Linked DNA regions of Mus musculus: region 2 is linked to region 1. Evidence: chromatin contacts called from public Micro-C data. All regions are on one chromosome and are shown on one strand. The core of a region is the stretch at or near the end of the contact, and the rest is flanking DNA. Distances in the headings are between cores, read along the strand shown.

Evidence for each region. Hi-C and Micro-C count contacts between places; a contact is called where the count stands out from the background.
Region 2: a Micro-C map of brown adipocytes shows a contact between it and region 1, with 2.9 times the contacts expected there. The contact joins two enhancer-like sites. A contact is called at or near these places in 1 of 484 Hi-C or Micro-C datasets (brown adipocytes), 1 of 115 datasets of contacts at active chromatin or transcription factors (embryonic limb bud) and 2 of 9 other capture datasets (liver and pancreatic islet).

The regions. Positions count from the first base shown.
Region 1 is chr7:129,979,545-129,985,234 of GRCm38.p6, reverse strand. No RefSeq gene overlaps it. Among named protein-coding and RNA genes, the nearest start is that of Gm4265, 20 kb to the right of the region's middle. Within about 2 kb of position 2,689, at least 18 of the 459 cell types and tissues checked have an H3K27ac peak or open chromatin away from gene starts, as enhancers often do. A contact at or near this core is called in brown adipocytes, where this site is marked.
Region 2 is chr7:130,171,217-130,176,906 of GRCm38.p6, reverse strand. Fgfr2 (fibroblast growth factor receptor 2) reads left to right here. Exons shown (of 18, transcript NM_010207.2): 14 at 3,968-4,090; 15 at 5,225-5,295. Among named protein-coding and RNA genes, the nearest start is that of Gm39096, 79 kb to the right of the region's middle. Within about 2 kb of position 2,211, at least 21 of the 459 cell types and tissues checked have an H3K27ac peak or open chromatin away from gene starts, as enhancers often do. A contact at or near this core is called in brown adipocytes, where this site is marked.

The DNA of each region.
Region 1 (5,690 bases), core at 1,440-3,939:
GCGATTCCAAATACACCGGATCTACCTGGACCGTCTAACAGTTTCGCAGACTATCCATGTGTATTTAGAAGCTGCTTTTACCTGGATTTGTCCGTTGTCATTAGGAACACTCTTTGCCCATATTTGAAGCACAGTCCTACGTATGAGGTGAAAGCAATATGACCACGTAACAGAGAGCATGCTTGCTGACAAAGTGGCCTCTTACGTCCCTGCGGATTGGGGGCTACCACTTTCTGTACATGGCAACTCTACGACGAGAGGGGAATGGATGTTTTGAAAGCAGCACGGAGAAGCCTGTCTCCTCAGAACCAAAGAGATCATTGATATTTTATGTACTCTAGCATTTGGGCATGCAGCCAGAATGGAAAGTTCAAGAACCAAATTGAACCCAGGGAAATGGAAGTCTACTTTGACTACTGAGGAAGAGGAGGGGTGGATCACCCCACTGTGGCCATACTACAGAGAAACTTCCAGGTTTCCCCACCGACACGGCCTTCCCTGAGATTCCTGACAGCAGCTGGGGAATGTGGCCTATGCTGGAAGGGACACTCAGCTCTCCTGAAGTCACGTAGGTGAGCACGCCCCACCCACCCACTCCCGGGCACAGTTGGCTCTGCTTGGCTCTCTCTTACCCTTTCAGTACCGACGCCAGGAGCAGCGAATTCCACAGGCACTTGGTAGGGCTTTATCTGATTGTTCCTCTCAGGACTGACATAGAGCAACTCATTGCTGATGGATATGGGAGGTAATTTGATACCAAGATTATGCTATTTTTCCCCCATGGGGCCCATAAGCAAGAACTGGGACTTATTAACCATTTCTCCTTTTGTCTTTCCTACGTTTGCAAAGACTTTAACCAGCCTGAACAAATTTGTGCACCATGTCATTATTCGAGAACCAAATTCATATTGGAATTTCCTAATATTTCTGGCATTTTCACCATGAGTGCCAAGTAGGTTTCCTTCTCCTTACAGAGGCTTAGTGCTTTAAGATGCAGATACCAACAGGCAAGAGCTTCCTAAGTCCGGACATATGAAACCTACCTATGGGAGGCAAAGGTGCTAGTCCTTTCTTTTCACTTCTAGTACATACAAAGTGAGGTTGTACGGAGGTAGCAGCTCTGCCTATCACTGTAAGAATGACACTGTCCATTTTGCTAGGCTTTCGAAATGTAGTGCACATGGCAACGATTCAACAATAGTTGTGAACAGAATCTAGTAGGCGTACAGTTCTACCTTGGATTGGGGCTTTGCTTCTGGAAGACAGCCTATAAAAGCAGCGATTTACAGGAGGGGGAGAAAAGGAGTGGGTCTTGAGGCATTTGGTCAGGGCAGACATTAGTTCCATTTAGGGCTCAAACCAGCCCTCAGGTAATTGTAGGTCTCTGCATTAGCTTGTCAGAGCAGAGAAAGCATGGAATTCGAGCTAATCTGATGGGCACTCGAACTGGGGACTCAGTGCCAAGTGAGACCATGGAACAAAAGGACACATGTGTTTTCAGGGGGGGGGGGGAGAAAACCACAACAGGACATAGATTCAACTCTTGGACACATGACTCTCTGGGGAGCCTTAGAAAGCTTGTCATTATTGAGAAGTGGGCATTCTTTGTATAAAGTCATAGAGTTCAGGGCCTCTCTGTTGACTGAGGCCTAAGCCTAGAGTCTTTTGAAGGGAAGTTTTCAGGACAGAGTTACTTCAACAGTTTCTCAAAACTCTCTTTAGGAAGTCTGTCTGTCCAGGGAGTCTGAGCATTCACACCACCTGATTCAGGACAATGAATGGAGGCTCCACCCAGTTTATTAGACTTTTGACTAGTCCAGGGTGGGGCTTAGGAATTCTGGTATGTGAGCGCTCTCCCATCTGACTGCAACTGGACAGACTTAAGATCCACGAGAGCCTGAAGGTAGCTCAGGATTAAGATCCTTGAGCCTGTCATGGTACATGTCTGCAATCACAGCTACTTGTGATGATAACTCTGGAGTATCGCTATGTCTAAGCCAGCCTGGGTAACCTAGCGAGACTGTGCCTCAAAGTAAAATTTTCATAAGGGGTGAAGGCCAGGGGTTGGGGGTGGAGTGGGGATGGCTCATTTGAGAAAGTACTTGTCACACAAACATGAGGACGAAAGTTCCAGTCCCAGAATTCATGCAAAAGAACCAGGCAGAGTGGTGCAAGCTCATTATACCAGCAACTTGGGAGAGGGAAGAGACCACTCCTTGGGATTTTCTGGCTAGCCAGCCTCGCCTCCTTGGCATGCTCCAGACTGGTGAGAGACCCTGTATCCTAAAAACAAATCGGATGGAGCCTGAGGAATGACAGCTGAGGCTGACTTTTGGTCTCTACATGCATATGTGTATGTGCACACACACTGAGTATATAACTTGATGGCAGAATGCTTGCCTTCTATATTTGAGTCTCTGACCTCCAAACAAAGCAAAGCAAATCCAATAGCAGGTGGAGGGAGCGGGCTGCTGTCCTGAGAGGTAGTTTAGGCTACTTGAGAAGGAAGTGTTGTAAGAATGACTATGGGGACTGAAGTGGGTGCTTGGTGCTTTGTGCTTTGTGCTCTTTGGTTCAGGGGTTTGTCTTTCCAGGGAGTTGATACATCAGCACGGTGTCTACTGCTGCTCCTCGCCAGACTGGCTTCCTCAGAGCACAAATGTGACACGACTGTAAATGAGACCAGCTCTCACTCCACTCTCTGGCAGGAGCAAGTGGCTCAGAGCAGGATGACTCTTGACCCGGTTTCCTAAGACTAAACCTCAGGAGAGTATCACTGAAAAGGAAATAAAGAGAATGGAGAAAAAAAGCAAAGAATTTAATTTTCTGCCTGTGAAGGCACTCACACCCAAGCTTCAAGTGGGGCTTTAGGTCTCCTCCTGTGGGCTCTCCTCATGGGGACCATGGTGTTTGTACCTGTTGTTAACATGGTTGGTATTAGGACACTAAAACAATCAGGTATTTAATCACACAAGCCAGAGATTACCCACTTCAGAAAAAAAAATGTGTTAAAAGAATCAGCCAGTCTACTTCTAGTACATTTTTACTGATTTAAAATGGTTCTATAAATGGTGGTTTTAAAATCAGATCTTTTGTGATCCCCTAAAAAGAAAAGCACTCTATAGGAAAATTTAAAAGCACTATATTCTGACTAAATTAAAGGATTCAAATTCTTTCGAAAAGAGGGATATGGCAATAAAAAAATAAAATAGTAGCTAAAACATGCGCAGATAAATGTCTTTTCTGCTTGTTTATCTGAGACAGGGTCTCGATATGTAGCCCAGTATGGACTTGAATTTGCAGTGATCTCCCTGCCTCAGTCTGCAATGGGCTAAGATCACAGACAAGCATCAGCCTCATGCCTGACTTGATACATGCCTTGAAAAGTGAGAATCTGTTAACACACTTTAGACTAACAGGATAGGATGGTCTTCTTTCTATAATATTTCTTGTTAAGTTAGCAAAAACAGTGGGCACCATTGCTTCTTGCCTGTGAATGTTCACAGGAAAAGAAGGTGGAGGTTGTGAACAGGACAGTCCTGTGAGCAGTGTGACTTCATGGCAAGTCTTTGAGCTGTTTTTAACAATGAAGACTGAGATCTCACTGGAGACCCCAAGGGTAGCATTAGCAGTGGGCTCAGGTGTGCTTAGCAATTGCAGATGTTGGTGAGCAGCTGTGGGGATGAAATGACAGCTGTAGTTTCTTCTTTCCCTTTTTGGGGGCCTGATTTCTTTAATTTATATTTTGGTGTTTTTTTTCCCCAGCACCTATTCATGGTATAGATGAATGGACCTTGTTATGAAATTTTAATTTACGTACATCACATACTTTGCTTATATTCATTGTCTCTTCCCTTCCAGGGTTTTTGAAACAAGCTCTCAGGACCCTCACTCTGTAGCCCAGGTTGGTCTAGTACAGCCTAGGCTGTCTCAAACTCACAGCAATCTGTTTGTGTCAACTTTCCCTGTCCTGAGGTCTTAGCTGACTGGCTCTTTGCTTGAGTTTTTAAGATTATTACTCATGCAGGTCCAGAGTCAGGAGCTCTGAGTTACTAATGCTGAAAAATTTGCAGCTGATTTAATTTACAGAGATTTCCCAGAAGGACGTGAACAACTGGCCCGAGAGAGCTCCGCTCTAGGACCCAACAGCAGCTCCTTTCTCCCTTCCTCATTTGACAGATGTCCTCTGATAAGACCTCTTCTATGCCTGGTGACAGGACACACCCATCTGTGGATGCAGGCCTTTGTCTTGGTGGGGTTCTCTAGAGAAACAAACAGAGTATGTGAAGGATGTGTGTGTGTGTGTGTGTGTGTGTGTGTGTGTGTGTGTGTGTTTAAAGAGTATTTATGTGCTGCATACATATGATATGCATTTGTTATATTACAGAGGACACACAATACACACACACACACACACACACACGGACAGGAGAGACAGACAGACAGGAGATTGGCTGACTGACCAATTATTAGATTTGAAAGGAATTGGTAGCTGGCAAGGCCAAACTTGAAGGAGGACAGGCCAGCTGGACCTTGGCAGGAGGACCAGGCAGGGGATGATGTTTCACTTTAAGCATAAGGCCATCTGCTGGCAGAATTCTTATCTTCCAGGGGTCATTCTTCTTATTATTAGTGTCTTGACTTTTTTGGATGAAGCCCATCAACACTGTGGAGAATAATTTTCATTAGAAGTCTATTGATGAAAGTATTACTCTCATGAAAAATATATCTCCTTAGAAACATCTATGATGTTTGACCAAATGAGTAGGTAGTATGGCCCAGCCAGGTTGACCAGTGAAACTAACTGCTATAAACTATGGGTCACTTTACCTGACCAGGGTGGCTCGTGCCCTCTCAGTCACTCTCAGGAGTGTCTGGTAAAGAATTCTGGGATTATCCCCCTTAGTGACAGGAGACTTGCCAGGACTGGCCAGTAGACCATGGAGGGAACTTTTATCTATCTGCAATTTCTTCCCAGAAGATGGGATGGAAAGTTAATAGCAATGTGTAGGGAACATGCACAGAATTCAGGAGCTTCTCTCGTCAGTCCTGTTGTTTAAACATCTTTCTCCCGGCTAAGGTTGTAGAGATTCACATTCTAGCCTCAACTCTAGCTTGGTCTTTTTTTTTCCTTCCTTTTTGACGGGAGAATTCTCTGAGGGCCATTTCTCGGTCATCCGTAGCATAAGTGTAGTTGGTAGTGACAGCACAATTTTTTTATTTTTTATTTTTTTTGGTTTTGGTTTTTCCAAGACAGGGTTTCTCTGTGTAGCCCTGGCTGTCCTGGAACTCACTCTGTAGACCAGGCTGGCCTCGAACTCAGAAATCCACCTGCCTCTGCCTCCCAAGTGCTGGGATTAAAGGTGTGTGCCACCACATCCGGCTTTTTTTTTTTTCAGCACAACTTGTTTAATGGAATTTTTGCTCATAAAATTTGTATGGTGTCTAAATTTTCTAGATGGATAGCACTTTTGCATTTTACAAACATGGAAAAATAAGGCTGCATGTATAATAGGTCATTTTCACTGTCAACTTGACTACATTTATGAACAACTAGGAGCCACACATCTAGGTATGTCCATGAGATTGTTCCCTGAGGGGTTTCACTGATGATGGAGGCAAACCTACTCTGAATACGGGCATTGTTATTTTGTGGTCCGGGGTCCTGAACTGCATAAAGAGAACAAAGC
Region 2 (5,690 bases), core at 962-3,461, 190 kb before region 1:
GTTAAGAGTGAGTGAGGTGACCTGGTCAGATGGCACAGGTGCCACATACTGCTTCTCAGCCTGCTCTCCATCACCTGGGAACATGGCTTAGAGTTAGTATGTGCTCCAAGTTGTGCTTTGTTTTATTTACTTTTTTCTTTTTCTATTTTCTTGAGAGTTTACAGCTTATAGCTTATACGTTTTCCTTCTTTTATCTTTTCTTTCTTTCTTTTTTTTTTTTTTGAAACCACTATAAAACTTTCTGATATAGAGGGTTTAAGAAGCCAAATTTGAAGAGTTTTGAGTTCTGATTTTATACATGCATGGTGTGTGTGCACATAGTGGGAGCAGGGTGCCCCTGAGAAAATCTTTATCAAGGAGAAACAGACATTTGTTGGCCAGTGGTGGTGCATGCACTCGGGAGGCAGAGATAGTTTGAGGCCAGTCTGCTCTACAAAGTGAGCTTCAGGATAGCCATAGTATCCTTCATAATTTTATGCATAAAACAAAGGTTTATGATCTGAAACTTTCCACTCATGACATCTCACCAACACTGCAAATGTTTTGGGTTTTAGGTTAGGAAATGTTGAGGAACCAAGATGTCTGCATTTTATGTATATGTATACATGCATGTGCATATATATATATATGTATGTGTGTATGTGCATGTTTGTATATGTGTTTATATGTGTACACGCACATATATGTGTATTTGATTTAATGTCTGGCAGATGTGGATAGCTGTGGCATGATTTCCTCTTGACATGTTTGAACTATTGCACATGGAACCCTGGGCCGGGCAGTCAGCCGTAGGCAGCCTGTCAGCTCCAGGCTTGGTTGCTGCTGTGTGTCCTTCTTGGTAGGAGATGGGGGATGCTTGCATGCAGTGGGCTTGCTGCTGATGGGGCAGTGGTAGAACTGGCTCTTCGTTTTCCTTAGTCCTCTTTAGTCCTCAAGACTCCCCAGGAACTTGTTCTCTGGGCCAGGCTGTCCAGTGAGGTGTCATTCTTGATTTCTCAAAACAGGAGTCATGAGTAACAGTGGGGGGGGGGGGATGCCAGTAAATGTGGAATTAAAGAGTAAGTGTATAAACTATCAGAGACATTTCAATAAAGCCCCTCTTCATTTGGGGCCTTACAGTGCAAGGCTGGGACCCTGAGCTTGGCCCTTGGGGCTATGTAGAGCTATCAAAGGTGAGTCTCAGGGTCCTGTATGCTTTACAGTTTGCTCTTGTGTGTGGTACATTGCAATCACTGAGCTCCTCTTTGGGTCAAACTTTATCAGGTCCCAAGACACTGAAAGAAGTTGGTAGTTGGAATCTGGGCAAGTTCTGCTGTCATGGTAGTAGTTTGATTAGGGGAAGCAGAGTGATCAAAGACAAGAATGTCTGACTGGAGAAACTGAACAGTGGTGAACCTTCCCAATGGGAGGAAGACCTAGGAGCCAGGAAGCAGGGCAGGGAGTAATTTCTGTAGGAAATGCAGAGCTTGCATTGAACATCTCTGAGAGCCAGTTAAGAGAAGTTGTCAACAGCAAGCCAGAGGATGAAGCTCAACCATGAAGGGCCACACATCGTTATGAGGCCAAAGAGGAGGGTGTGACTTCCATATGGTGGGAATTAGGGAGAAGCTGAGATGAAGGAGGCAGAGAGTGTCACCCCTGGTGCCACTAAAAGGGTTTCTGGGCTGAAGTTGAGATCAGCTGTCTGTCCCTGTTCAGAGTCGGGGAAGGAGCGTGCTGGTCCACAACTATGTTCATGGTTCTGACCCACCCCAGTGTTGTGGACTTTTTAGGTTGCAGCCAGTAGGTAAAGTGGAGCAAGGGCTGTCACATGAACTTTGCAAAGAGAGAATGAGTACATTTGGGGGTTGCAGAAACAGCGAGGCATAGACGTGTCCTTACAAATAACATGGTGATCATTGACTGCCAGCCACCTTTCGAGAGCCTACATTGGCCAGACACCGTGTAGTTGTTTAGCTCTTGGTATTTTCCAGCTTCCTGGGATAGAGAGTGAGCAAGATGGTAGGTAGCAGTGGCTTATGGCAGCCTCTCTGTCCCAGCTGAGCCTCTGTGTGGTCGGAGCCCCCTGCAGGGGAAGCTAGATTCTTCTGACCACTCAGACTGCCAAACTCAGAGAGCACATGTCAGCAGGAACACACTACCAGGAGAACTTGGCCAGGGCCTTGGAAGTTGAATTTGAAGAGGCCTCCAAACCGGCGTTGCACTCCAGCCCAGGCAGAACTAGCTGCAGGCAGCCCCGGGAGCTCTCAGATTTCCTGCTCCTAGTCTGGCTGGGGACACGAAGACTTGGGTGGCTTGCCTGCTTCCTCGTCTCTGAGTTTTGGCCCACCCACACATGCAAGGGAACACAGGGGATGCTTGGGCGTGGGTGAGGGCAGAGTTAAAATAATTCTTTATTCATGTTTCAAACACAGTTAGGCTGGTTTCGTTTTTTTACTTGGTCGTTTCATGGAGAGCTTACAATAAGGCGTTCCTAGTTTGCTCATCCAGTAGAGGAAGTCTCTCTGCTTCATGTGACAGTTAACCTTGGTTTGTAACTTATATAAAGGCATTTGAGGGTGATGCACTTCTAAAACACAGAGGTAGATCCATGTGAAGGAAAGCCTGGCCTTTGGAAACAAACAGTAATGACCAGACCTTCCTGAGACCGTAGTTCCTATTGGCACAAAACATCCTCCCATCAGATGTATCCTAGCAAACATAGCAGTAGCGGGTCCTGATGTATGTACAGACACAGTTTCACCCCTGCACAGGCTGGCTGTTATAACAAACTGCACCTAAGAATGTGGACCGATGAGTACTGGCTGGGCAGGGAGCCAGGAGAGGACATGCTGGGCTGTGTCGCAAGCACATCATGTAAAAGATGGAAAGGGGGAATCAAGAAAGTTTCTGGGCAGCAGTCCACAGAGGTAGGGGAAGGACAGTGACCACAGCCTGGCCGAAGGGATGAGCAGTAGAGGACAGACATTGGAGCCATCTAGGAGTTGGAATGGTCAGGACTCGAGTCTAGAGCACGATCCTTTCTGATTAAAAATCAAACAGAAAAGAATCAGAGGAGTAGAAGCATTGGCTTTAAGATGTCAAGAGGGCACAACTGTCTGTGGAAACATCCTGAGTCTCAGCAGGGGCCAGGATGGAGGTAGGGGTTTGCAGCTGCTTTCTGCATCTAAGAATTGATGCTACAGGATCGAAGAAACACGCAAACCGCATGTCACAGTTTCTTTGCTTTAAGGGATTTGGGAAGAGAAGAGTCAGCCTGAATCTGCAAGAGAGTGAAGCAAGAGGAAGATTTGGGGAGGCTGCTACGAAGGAACCATTTCTAGAAACAGACCTCTGCAGTGTCCAGAGCTGCAGAGATGGCAGACATGGGGCAACAGAAGAGATCAGTTGGGTCTAACAGTGAAGAGGGTCTTTGTATAGCCTAGAGGCCAGACTAGACACCACGTAGGGAAAGGAAAGGCAGAAATGATAGAGCTAGGCTTCGCTGTTTGTAGAACATCAGGTCACATTGTTAGAGAAGTGGCCATGAAATGAAGACTGTTGGAGTTTATCTTTGTCATCTGAAAGTCAGGCTTTCCTGGGTAGAGAGAGCAAGTGTGAGCTCAAAGACTTTAGCATGGTATCTGATGTCAAGTTTGTGTGAAGCTACCGGAGATACAGCAGTGTTGTAGACACTTGAAGATAAAAGAGAAAGTGGTTATATAATCAACTGTTACTTTCTGAGATGACCAGGGCCTTTGTTTGTTTATTTAGATTACAATGAATGATTACCATGCCTTGTGGGAGCCTCTTGTCGATGCTAGTCAGCTGGTTGAGTTTGCAGCCCAGGATGGCTCTTGCAGTAGTCTGCACCCAATTTTTGACTTGGGGTTTATTTTCTGTCTTGCATTTTTTTCCAAGAGTGTTTTTCTTTTGGTTCTCAAAACATGTTGGGATTATATCTCTCTTTCTTCTTCTTTGATTGCAGTGTATCCATCGAGATTTGGCTGCCAGAAACGTGTTGGTAACAGAAAACAATGTGATGAAGATAGCAGACTTTGGCCTGGCCAGGGATATCAACAACATAGACTACTATAAAAAGACCACAAATGTGAGTATATGATGTAACACTGGGGAGAGGCGTGGCAAAGGTTACAGAATGAATGACACAGGTTTATTGGTGGAAGAACTGAGGGGATTTCCCCCTCTGTGTTACATTCTGTTGTTTTGCTTAACTCTTGATCAGCAAATCTAGGCTATATCTCTAAGATAGGTTTAGGATATACAGAGTGCTATTTTATACAGAATAACAAGCAAAAGCCTCCAGGGCTCCGTGTGGCTCTCTTAAGAGCCTTCATAAGCAGGAGATGGCGAGATGGCTCAGCTCTCATAGCAATCACTAGAACTTGGACATTTGCTGGGTTCATTTTTGCCTCCAGGCTGATTGGAGTTTATTTGTGTGCTAGGGAGGTAGATGATAATGAGCATATAAAGAAATGTCACTTTGATACTTTATTCAAAGAACCAAATCTATGCATCTTAGCCATTATGTACAGAGCTAGCTGGAGCTTATTCCTACCCTAGTGGTAAATTGGTGAAACCCATTAGAAAGGGGTGTCTTCATTTAGTTTAGACTGTAATGTGGATACCCAGAAGTGGTGTGCAAGGGAGCCAGGAATGCCTACCACTGGGTGCTGGATGAGTGCTCAGGTTTGGAGCTCAAACTCAAGACAGGCTGGAGTAGAGAAATGAGAAAGAGACAGAAGTAAGAAGTCTACTTTCCAGACCTGGCTCTTGGAACCAGCCCGGAAGTCCTGGGACTTGATCTGGGGCCTCAGTTTTTTTGTTTGTTTGTTTGTTTGTTTGTTTTCTTCCTGGGGCCCTGTGCATGTCAACACAGTCATTTTCATCTGCATTCACTTGCCTTCCAGGCAATGCACAGGCTTGTCTTCCATGGCTCAGCGTCTCTTTCCATATGTTTCAGGAAGATGCTATAGGACCTAACCAACCCATGTGGTTCTGAAGTCCTTTATTTTAATTTTTGGCAAGATTAGGTAGCCAGGTATGGGAGCTCAAAAGCTGAGGCAGGAGGACTGCCAAGAGTTTGGGCCTACCCTGGGCTAATTGTAAGTTGTGGGCCTCTGTGGGCTACAAAAATGAGTCGGTACAATTACATAGGGCGTGGTTCTGTTGGGCCCACAGCAGTACTCTTGTAAAACCTACAGGCTTTTCCATTTTCTTACAGGGGCGACTTCCAGTCAAGTGGATGGCTCCTGAAGCCCTTTTTGATAGAGTTTACACTCATCAGAGCGATGTGTAAGTAACTCTGTCCTTGGCTTATACATGGGTTGAGTTGCAGAAATATTACAGATCTCACTTGTCCATAGAAGGCATGGGCGTCGGGGATCTCAGATGGCAGGAGTCTATGGTAGACTGGTGCCCAGTGTTTGGTTACTGATCTGCCTACCTTTGGAAGGTGGAGATACCAGCCTTCTGCTGCCAGAGTGGAAGTACCTCCAGTGATCACTCACCACTCCATCTCCTCTCTTGAGTGGGTGGCATGCTCTTCACTCCCTTAAAGAAACACTCTTAGCTGGGCCTGGAAGTGCACATGTACACCCTAGCACTCAGGAGGACCGTAAATTCAAGACCAACCTAGACCACATGTAGTAAGTGCAAGGCTAGACAGGGATATGTAGTGTGTACGTATC